3 separate regions of the Mus musculus genome follow, and all the other regions are linked to region 3. Evidence: chromatin contacts called from public HiChIP or PLAC-seq data. All regions are on one chromosome and are shown on one strand. The core of a region is the stretch at or near the end of the contact, and the rest is flanking DNA. Distances in the headings are between cores, read along the strand shown.

Evidence for each region. HiChIP or PLAC-seq counts read pairs in DNA pulled down with a chosen protein or histone mark.
Region 1: a contact with region 3 is called in an H3K27ac HiChIP or PLAC-seq map of stem cell-derived neural progenitor cells, with 4 times the contacts expected there. The contact joins two enhancer-like sites. A contact is called at or near these places in 3 of 115 datasets of contacts at active chromatin or transcription factors (T-cell acute lymphoblastic leukemia, astrocytes and stem cell-derived neural progenitor cells).
Region 2: a contact with region 3 is called in an H3K27ac HiChIP or PLAC-seq map of oligodendrocyte precursor cells, with 7 times the contacts expected there. The contact joins two enhancer-like sites. A contact is called at or near these places in 5 of 39 promoter capture datasets (the 3T3-L1 cell line, the C10 cell line, hippocampal neurons and 2 more), 3 of 15 datasets of contacts at CTCF or cohesin (embryonic stem cells, large pre-B cells and pro-B cells), 25 of 484 Hi-C or Micro-C datasets (the AtT-20 cell line, MC3T3-E1-derived osteoblasts, Th2 cells and 15 more), 5 of 115 datasets of contacts at active chromatin or transcription factors (Th17 cells, embryonic forebrain, embryonic stem cells and 2 more) and 1 of 9 other capture datasets (embryonic stem cells).

The regions. Positions count from the first base shown.
Region 1 is chr4:8,937,844-8,940,768 of GRCm38.p6, forward strand. No RefSeq gene overlaps it. Among named protein-coding and RNA genes, the nearest start is that of Gm46842, 28 kb to the left of the region's middle. Within about 2 kb of position 1,463, at least 75 of the 459 cell types and tissues checked have an H3K27ac peak or open chromatin away from gene starts, as enhancers often do. A contact at or near this core is called in stem cell-derived neural progenitor cells, where this site is marked.
Region 2 is chr4:9,135,036-9,138,066 of GRCm38.p6, forward strand. It overlaps Gm50597 (a long non-coding RNA gene), which reads left to right. Exons shown (of 2, transcript XR_001784233.1): 2 at 675-1,138. It overlaps Gm34288 (a long non-coding RNA gene), which reads right to left. Exons shown (of 4, transcript XR_881105.2): 2 at 429-489. Among named protein-coding and RNA genes, the nearest start is that of Gm34288, 6.1 kb to the right of the region's middle. Within about 2 kb of position 1,351, at least 95 of the 459 cell types and tissues checked have an H3K27ac peak or open chromatin away from gene starts, as enhancers often do. A contact at or near this core is called in cerebellum, neural progenitor cells and oligodendrocyte precursor cells, where this site is marked.
Region 3 is chr4:8,372,500-8,375,660 of GRCm38.p6, forward strand. It overlaps Gm42252 (a long non-coding RNA gene), which reads right to left. Exons shown (of 3, transcript XR_881096.1): 3 at 2,435-2,728. Among named protein-coding and RNA genes, the nearest start is that of Gm42252, 46 kb to the right of the region's middle. Within about 2 kb of position 1,847, at least 32 of the 459 cell types and tissues checked have an H3K27ac peak or open chromatin away from gene starts, as enhancers often do. A contact at or near this core is called in cerebellum, neural progenitor cells, oligodendrocyte precursor cells and 1 more, where this site is marked.

The sequences.
Region 1 (2,925 bases), core at 213-2,712, 560 kb after region 3:
AGGAGGGGCCAAACAGCCCTTCTCATGGTGTGCCGTTATCTTTACTGTTGCTAGGTAAGTGGGGAGGTCTAGCCTGAAGGTCAGAAACTTGGGACATTGCCTACTTGACTAAAAGCCATGCATCTCCTGTGGGGGCTGTGGGGGCGGTAACTTCGACAGGAGCCAGAGTTCTAGGAGACATGAGAGAATTCTTTCTGTCCCATGTAGGTGAATTATCACCACCAGGTCCTGGGGTTCAACATCTAGCCTCAACTGGAAACCAGGCTGTCAGTGCATAGCCCAGTGCCCCACAGGTCTGCCCACTCTCCATGCCAGAAGTTTAGTCCATGGTGTGAGCATCAAGAGGCAGGGAAATCAAGGACCAACCTGGTAATGCAGATATCAACAAGCTTCTTCAGCATACCTGTAGTGGGATTCCTTACCATCTAACCACTGTGTCTGTCTTCCACAGATCCCTGCCAGAGGAGGTGGTATTCAAAGCAAGGCCAAGAGCCAGTCTGGACTCCCTCCTCTGGTCAAGTTCATGTATCAGCAAACATCTAGGCCTGCTATTTTGTCTCTTCAATACCTCTTGATCCTTTTCTTCTCTTCACTTCGAGGCTGCAGCTGCCACCTGCATGGCCCCATTATTTTTCCCCCTTCTATCACTGGCCACAGCTACACTGTAAAAAGGAAGGTCTGATTACAATGCATCTTTATATTGCACTTGAAGCTTGTGTCTCCCAGGCCTTAGGAACCATCAGACCCTTTGCTCCTCAACTTTTATGTTCTTTGCCCTGTTTTCTGGAAACCATCTTTTGTTTTCTTTTGTTTACTAGGACAAAGCTCAGCTCTTCTTGGCCTTCCTTCTAGAGAACCCGCTCTCTCCGTTGCCTAGGTTAGCTCCCTGGTTTCTGCTCACAGCTCTCGGACCTTCATGTCAGGGACACTCGTGTACCCTGTTGTTCTTTCTCAATTGCATGCTCTTATTCTCTTCTGAGCTAGAAGCCCTGTGAGACAGGAGGGGGCATCTTCATGGCTAGCATGGGTTTCTCAGCACCATGAGCTCTCAAATAATTGGCAAGTGAAGAAAATGATAGATGGAGCCTTGGCTCTCAGTCCACCCTTAAAAATATCTCCAGCCTTCCCTCACAGCAACACACAGCACTTGCTCCTGCCGGGCTCCGTTCCAGTTGGCAGACCTTTATAAATCGAAAGTAATACGATAATAGAGGCACCTTTGTTTAGGGTAATATTTCTTTCCTATTATGGCCAGTCCAGTCCCAAGACATTTCCTGATGTACTCAAGTGACATCAGTGCCAGGATGTCACCTATTTCCTCTTATGCCATGTTTGTCCTTTTGCTGTGTCATTAGAGTTCTGTAAAAATAGCTGACCAACAGCAGTACATAGAGTCCCCTGTGCTGCCTGGGAACTGTCCACCCTATGGAGGTCCACAGCTGCTCCCGGACATTCCACGAGATGCATGCTCTCATCTTCTGGGAACAGAAGGGGCATTTGTTCCCTGAGCCCACTCTGGAGGGACAGCTGAGTCCCCAGTCCAGCCAGGTCAGCCTGTCCCTGAGCTTCAGGGTCTAGTTTCACACAACAAGTGATTGAGCTTAATTGACAGGTGTGAAGTATGTTCTTTCTAACCCCACTAGATTCACTTCTGCCTGTAGGGGTGAAACAAACTCACTTGGGAGCCCAATTAGCATATTGTGTGTGTGTGTGTGTGTGTGTGTGTGTAGAGAGAGAGAGAGAGAGAGAGAGAGAGAGAGAGAGAGAGAGAGAGAGAGAGAGAAAGACAGATGTGTTTCTGTGAGAAAGTGTTTGGAAAGAGTCTCAGATGCAGAGAGTCAGAAATGGAAACAGAATCTCCAAGGGGAGAGGGGAGGAGCAGAGAAATAGACAGAAGGCAGCAGGGGATGAGAGACGCAGAAAGCTTCGGCCGGAGAGATAGTCAGATAAGAGAGCTGGGAGCTTCTGCACATGGGCACCGCTGGTGGCCTTTTAGGTGGGTTAAGTGCACACAAATGGAAAATGGGGTAGGGTAGAATGTCAGTCCCATCTGGAGGACCATGTGTGAGGTAAGGACAAAATGAGCATCTGTATAGTTGTTAATGTATTCCCAGGGGCTGGCAGGGGCTGGGGGATTCTGGAAGGGAGAAGGACTAAGTCAGATGAGACTGGAAGGTTTGCGTTTCTGTGGCAGAAGACATCTGCCTCAGCCCTAGTCAGCTCTCTTGCACACACATGAGGCTGGGGGACATGCTAAAATGAACCTAATCGTGATGCTGGGGCTGGGATGCTCCAGAGAGGAGAACTAACTCTACATGGAGGAAAAGAATTCTCTGGGATGTTTTGAGGGGACCCTAGCATAGAGTGAACCAGAAAGTCCAGGCAACACTCAAATAAAGCCTTTTGGGACTGTCTACTGGCTTCTGAGTGGGGACAGGTGTCACATCTGCCCATTCCTTGTGCTTCATAGATTCTCATTGGATGGAAACATTATCACCTCCATTGTGGGGCTGGAGATATGATGCACAGAGAAGTTAAACAACTTCCAGAACACGGTGCCATTTATAAAAGACAGAAGTGGGCTTTGAGCCCAGAAGGTCCATACTCAGTCCTGATACCCAGTGTGTGCTCCTGTAAGCCACAACTGAGTTCTCAAAACAGCCTCGGTTCTATTTTTTTCTTTTTTAAATTCTTCTTGAGACAGTGTCTTACTATGTAGTCCTGGCTGTCCTGGAACTCGATCAATAGACCAGGCTCATCTGCAGCTCAGCAATCCTCCTGCCTCTGTTTCTCGAATGCTGATATTGCTCAGTTCTTTGATTATGTTCTTCCCAGGGAGGATAGAGGAGGCCATGGAAGATAACAGAAGAGCTTACCTCCTGTTCTGGCTCTGCCATTTCTAGTTCCAAGATTGTGAAGTTGACT
Region 2 (3,031 bases), core at 101-2,600, 760 kb after region 3:
AGCAGTAAGACAGAAAATTACAACAAACGTTAATAGTCATTTTCTCTTGTTTTCTAAATGTCTTTCTGAAAGTGTAGATCTTAACAATGTTACTAGACGTTTTGTTCTTTTCTTATTAAGCTTATTATTATAGCACCTTCCCATTTATCAAAAGCACTTTCCAACTTGTCTTTGGCACGCCTAAATTCCTAGCATTGCCTGTCTTGCTCGAAGGGGTTGTTGTACAAGTAAATTTGGTTTACTGAGCACAAACTTTGTGATACCTCAATAAGCGAGCTGAGGGTCACGTGAGTAACGGGAAGGTAGCCTATATAGTGTGGATACAGAGAACAAAGGTTCGATTCTCATTCCAGATAGGAAGGGACTGGATACTGTGAAGTGTCATTGCCCCACTTAGAATAGCATTCAATACAAAACGTACAACTTACTTATGTATGGAACTTTCCACGTAACATTTTCAGAACGTGGGTGAGGACAGATAATTGAAACCTGGAAAAGAAAGACTGCTGGAGTGATGTGGGTTGGGCTAGCTGAGTAGAGGGATTGGGTTCCCATTGTGAGGATTTTATGGGGCTTGTGGCTGGTGGCATACGTTTGTATTTTATCCTCAGATCCGACCTGTCCACCCTATGCACTGTCGCTCTTTTCAACTTGACCTCATTTGACCTTGTCAGGCATCTTCAACATCCATCAGTCCTTCAGGGAGGAAAGCCTTTGGACACATGGCTTCTCGCCATTATTGGTGTGCAGACAACTTGAAAATTGGCAGAGGAATCCATGCTGGCGAAAGAGCAGTTGAAAGACCCTCAGAAGAGGTCGGGATGCCCTTGGAGGAGGTAGAAAACTTCATGTGTTCCACGCTTCTCACAGCCCCGCTGGGCTCCTGTGGCTTCTCAGTGTCTCATTTCCAGGCTATGCCGGTGCTCCACTCGCCAGCAGAGGGCAGCATTGAGACATCAACGAAGGCGGACTTGGGCGCGCGACCGCCGGGAAGCAGAGCCTCAGGATGGCTGCTTGTCGGAAGCTTTAACCTTTTAAGCAATTCTCCGGGGAGCCCTTCCTGTCATGTGTGGGCTGCCCTAAAATGAGCAGGTGATAGAAATGAAATATTAAACAATTCTGTTCTGCAAAATGAAAATGAGTTGTCATTTAGCATTTTTATCAGTCGATGACACATTCTTCCAGCTTCAGAAGGATTTTGTGAAAATGCAGGAGACAGTGAACTCATTTACCACCAAATCCTCAAGAATCACACGTGGGGGCGCCGTCATCAGGGGCAGGGGTGCAGGGCAGGCCAAGGCTGAGCCTTCAGGGCCGAGGGGCTGGGATCTGGGACCTGTGACGCAGGCCAAGGATGCAATTGTCCTGGATAGCAATACCGAGGAAGCAGGCACATCTCCAGCAAGGCTGTGTGTGGCCAGGCAGAAGGCAAGTCAGCTCACAGAATAATGAAAGGAGCTGAAGGTGGTGAAGTGAGGGCTGCGGGCAAGCTCGCTGGTCGCAGGAATCTCTTTCATACTGCTTTCAGAAGCACCAGCAGTGATGCCGAGCAGGGTTTTGTTTTTGTTTTTGTTTTTGTTTTTGTTTTTGTTTTTGTTTTTGTTTTGTGATTTTCACCTAGTGGCTTTGGTGGCAGCGAAGTCCACTCTGAGCTCAGGCTGTCAAAAGGGCGCTTTGCAGGAACCTGAGAGGGTCTCCAAGCAGAGCTGCAGGGAAGGGTGGGCCCCAGCCTTCCCCGGAAGCTCTTCAGCAGATTAAATCATGGCGTCTTTGGTAGAGGATTCCTGGCTGCCACACAAACAGCCCCTGCTTCCCCGTTTCCAGTGCGATTTATTTCTCTACAGACGGTATTGATTCTTTCCTCTATCCGATCGCTCCTGGGCCTGTGTAAATGAAAGCCCTCTTGTGTAATAGTCATGCCTATAGCTGGGCGATTTGGGCAGGCAGCTGCGTGTTACATGACCCTGTGAGAAGCGATGCATTTTGCTGGATAGATACAGTCGAAGCAAATGTTTGCAACTCATCTAGCAGCCCAACCTGTATTTACGAAATATTCACCCTGTTTTTTTTTTCCCCCTTTGAGTCAAAACAGCTCAAGAATATTTCTGTTATAATATTCATATGAAGGGGCTAGTGGCAGAATGAGATCATTATCTGTTGAGCCAGGTGCTGCCCTCTGTGTTACTGAGGGAAACAATCCAGACTTGTGCTCGGTTTGAGTTCATTTGAACTCATCCAGATGGGACTAACAATAATACCTGTTCCAGGTGGGTACAGATGCATCTGACATAAAATGGACCCAAAGCATCTGCCCCCTTTGGGTCCTGCATAGTGTGAGCCCCATTCTCCATTAGCCCCTCCTTTTCCTCTCCTTTCCTCCTTGGTCTCTCCCTTTGATTCAGTAAAGTGATCTCACTGAGACATTGACACCAAGAGAGCCTTGACCTCGCTTGGATATTTATTACTTAAGAAAGGTCAGTGCGATCAATAAAGGCATCAAACATATTTCTGGCTTTTTTTTTTTACTATTTTATTTCTGCATTTATTTATATAGTAGATGTTGACACACACACACACACACACACACACACACACACACACCACATTCTCTTTTCCTCCCCACACCCTCATAGCGTGTAGTAATGGGTATATGTTAGCTAGCCACTACCCACATTTGCAAACCTCTTGTGAAGCCCCAGGTTGTGTGAACACGGACTGACATTTTTATCTTTGTTTTTCTGTTTGTACATAGTATCAGGAGTAAATGAGATTTTGTTCACTTCTCTCCACATCTGATTTGATAATTTAAACCAAACCAATCCAAACTAAACCATCTACTCGATCCTTGCCTTCCCTCCACAGTAAGGGTGGAAGTCAGCTGCTGATGTAAGGGCATAGCTCGGCCACTGTGTGATGATAAAAAAAGGTCTTGTTTCGGGCTGAGCTCCTGTGGGGCTTCCCTCTCTTTGTAGAATACCGGAGGGTCTGAAGGTGGCCATCTATTTTGGCCATTTAATTTCATTAGCTATGA
Region 3 (3,161 bases), core at 597-3,096:
TAATATAATAAAGTCAGTTTCAACTCTCTCAACATTAGGGTTCATTTTAATTCTGAAGTTAAAACAAACCAGAATATATGACTTATTTTACTGTAGTTTTCAGCACGAGTGTCAGGTGGCTCTTGCATACTCCACACAGCTTTACTTCTTTGGTCATTGCTAAGGTGTCCTTCCTAACAAGTGTGTTTTCCTTTACTTAAATGAAATGTCTAAGACACATCTGAAAAGGAAAGTGACTTCTGAGATCTCAAAGCACTTATAGCTAGAATTTCGCAAAGTAGCATGCGGCCTCAGCCAGTCAAGGGAAGCCAGCAAACACATATGCCCTTACAATACATTACTTACCTACCACATGTTTACATTAAACTTTGCTTGTCAGATCACATTGTAAAAACAGATTATCATCATCATCATCATAAGTGTTCTCATATAGAAATGTAAGTATTCTAACTTCATGGCTTTGACCCACTAGAAAGTAAGATATTGAGTCAGCAAATCAACAGTTGCTGAACAGGGTTTTATCAAGGCATTAAAAAAGGTTTCCTCATAGGTCTACAATACAGGACCACCCTCCTACCCTCAGGGAAACCAGGACCTGGGAAGCTGGGCTCTATTCCTTCTGGGCATTTGCCAAACCACACTAATTCATACAGTCAAACTAGAGGGTGACAATTCATGCATTATCTCTTCAAAGGCATTTGTATTGCTTATGACTGGACATCTAGTTGGCAAGATGCCACTACCCCTGGTCTATTAGTAGTCAGAGAGCAGATATCCATGGTAAATATCTCAGTAGTTAGTTGAATGCTTTGTTGACAGAAGAATAGGATTCACCACCTGGAAGGCTAGAAATCAGAGACTAATTTGAAAAAAAAAAAAAAGAGAGAGTGGGGTGGGGTGACCACAAGGTGTGTAACTCTGTTCCAGTTCAAATGTGGGTTTCAAAGTCAAGCTTAAAGTTAAAAAAATCAATCTCCAGGGAGCCACTTACTAAATTTGAAATTTGTGCCATGGGATAAGTTTCAAATTTCTCTAAACCCCAACTTGTTGATTTGTAAACAGGAATAATATACCAGTAGTGACAAGATTAGGATTTGGGAAAATGCCGCCCAGATTGCAGCACAAGGCATGGAATACCTTGCCCCATACACAGGAGTTCTCATCATTTCACTTCATAAGTTGAGACTGATTAGCTCTGCAGTCATAACATCTTTAACTAGAAGGGACGCTCGGGATCTCCCAGCCAACTACGACTCTTTAGCATCCAGCCAAGCAGAGGTAACTGTGTAGGGCCCAGGACTTCTTCCAAGATACTCAGTGTTGGACAGAAAGCTTCCATTAGGACCATTGCCAATGAAAGTGAGGATGGAAAACAGGCCATGTGTATCAAAATATGAACTAATTTTTTTCTTGCATGATTGGATTTCTGAGTGCTGGTTGTCCTCCTGGAAACTCCCTTTGAAGGTGACACCTTCTTAAAGACACTTTGAAAACAAGCTCCCTCCAAAATCTCTTACAGAGCACAGCTGTTAAAATCCAGTAGCCAGGTAGATATGAGCAATTTCTTTCCAACGTAACTAATAAATGAGAAGCTGCTCTCAAAGCCTCAGCTAGCATCACTTAAGCCTGGGAAGTGCACGGTGACACTCAGCTGGTGCCTGGCACTGGTGGAGATATCACTGAAGTACTGAAGGCCATGCCAGGAGTCACAACTGTGCCACCTGCATTCTGGCTGGGAATCACAAGCCTGCCAGAAAAAGTCAAACAAGCCTGGTTTGTCCTTTTCCTGATCCTGGGGGCTAGAGGACACTGTTAACTATCTGCTCCACCTCCCATCTGCAGCTCAACCTTGCTCACAGAGTCACTGTCCTCCCTAAGACCCACATGGTTCCCCTTGCCAAGTGGTGCCAATCAAGAGCACCTGCCTTCCCAACTCGATTATTAAGGACTTTAATGGAGTCTGTTTTCCCAGGGTGCTTCCATATCCTTGAGAGGACATTGACGCCCCATGGAAGGAAACAAACATTGTCATCACTGACCTTGGAGTCAAGAGAGATACCTTTTCAGGTTTATGGACTAATAAATGGTGCCATCTAACCTCCATGTTATGCTTCCATCAAGAACATACAAAATAAACACATGAAAACAGACAGCTTTCTAGTGAGCATTTCTAATCAAAGTTGCTTTCTCTGAAGGCAGTGACCTCTGTGTAGCTGGTTCCAATAAGGAGCTACTCTCTGGTCTCTGTATGGATAGACAGCACTGACCTCAGAACCTCCGTTCATTGCACAGTCCTCCTTGGACCAACAAGCCTCTCATTGTAAGGCATGCTGGGTTCCAGTGGATGTCAAAAGCCCCATTCTATCCTGGGTGGCTCATTCACATAAAGGAGACCCACACACGCTCTGCTGCAGACAGGGACAGACCTAGCTCTGCAGATGTCCCTGCCACTTCCCTGTCACTTTCACCCATCACAAAAACTTGGATCTCTTTCCAGAGACTTGCACAAAGCTCGATTCAGACTCTGCCTGTAACTGGTGCACACTTGGCCTGCAGATGGACAGAGATGGAGAAGAAGGAGTCCCAGTGTTTCTCGACACTTGCCTGGGAAAGCTTGGGAATTCCTGGCTTCTTTACCAGCTTCAGCTCTGGCTTGGGGGGAAAAAAGCAGCAAGCCAGAAAGTTGCCAATGGTTTCATTCAGTCCGTGAGACTGGGTTATTGCAAGTCTGTGTGTAAGAGACAACCAATACACAAAAGTCAGGAAATCCAGGAAAGCCATTCCCACACCCACTGAGGCATCCCACACATAGGTGACCCTTGTCCCTGCCTGGGCTCTGGGCTCTGAGCTGTGTCCTTGGCAGAGTCTTGGTGGAAGCAATGCTGGGGTATGTCAGTTAGGAACTGGGCTAAAGGAAAAAAAATGACCTCTGTATTCATTACGCTACAATATAACTCTTACTAATCAGTTATTTTAAATTTGGTCATAGGCACTGAGAAGTACACAAATGGTTAGTGAAGTGCTTGATAAAATATTTACAACACAGATAAACCTCTGTAATCAATATTTTGTCATGGACCTCGGCAATGCCAGCACTCAGAAGCCGTGAGCATACTCTCCCCCATCCCTATTATAATAACAAAGGCTGGCCATAGAAATTG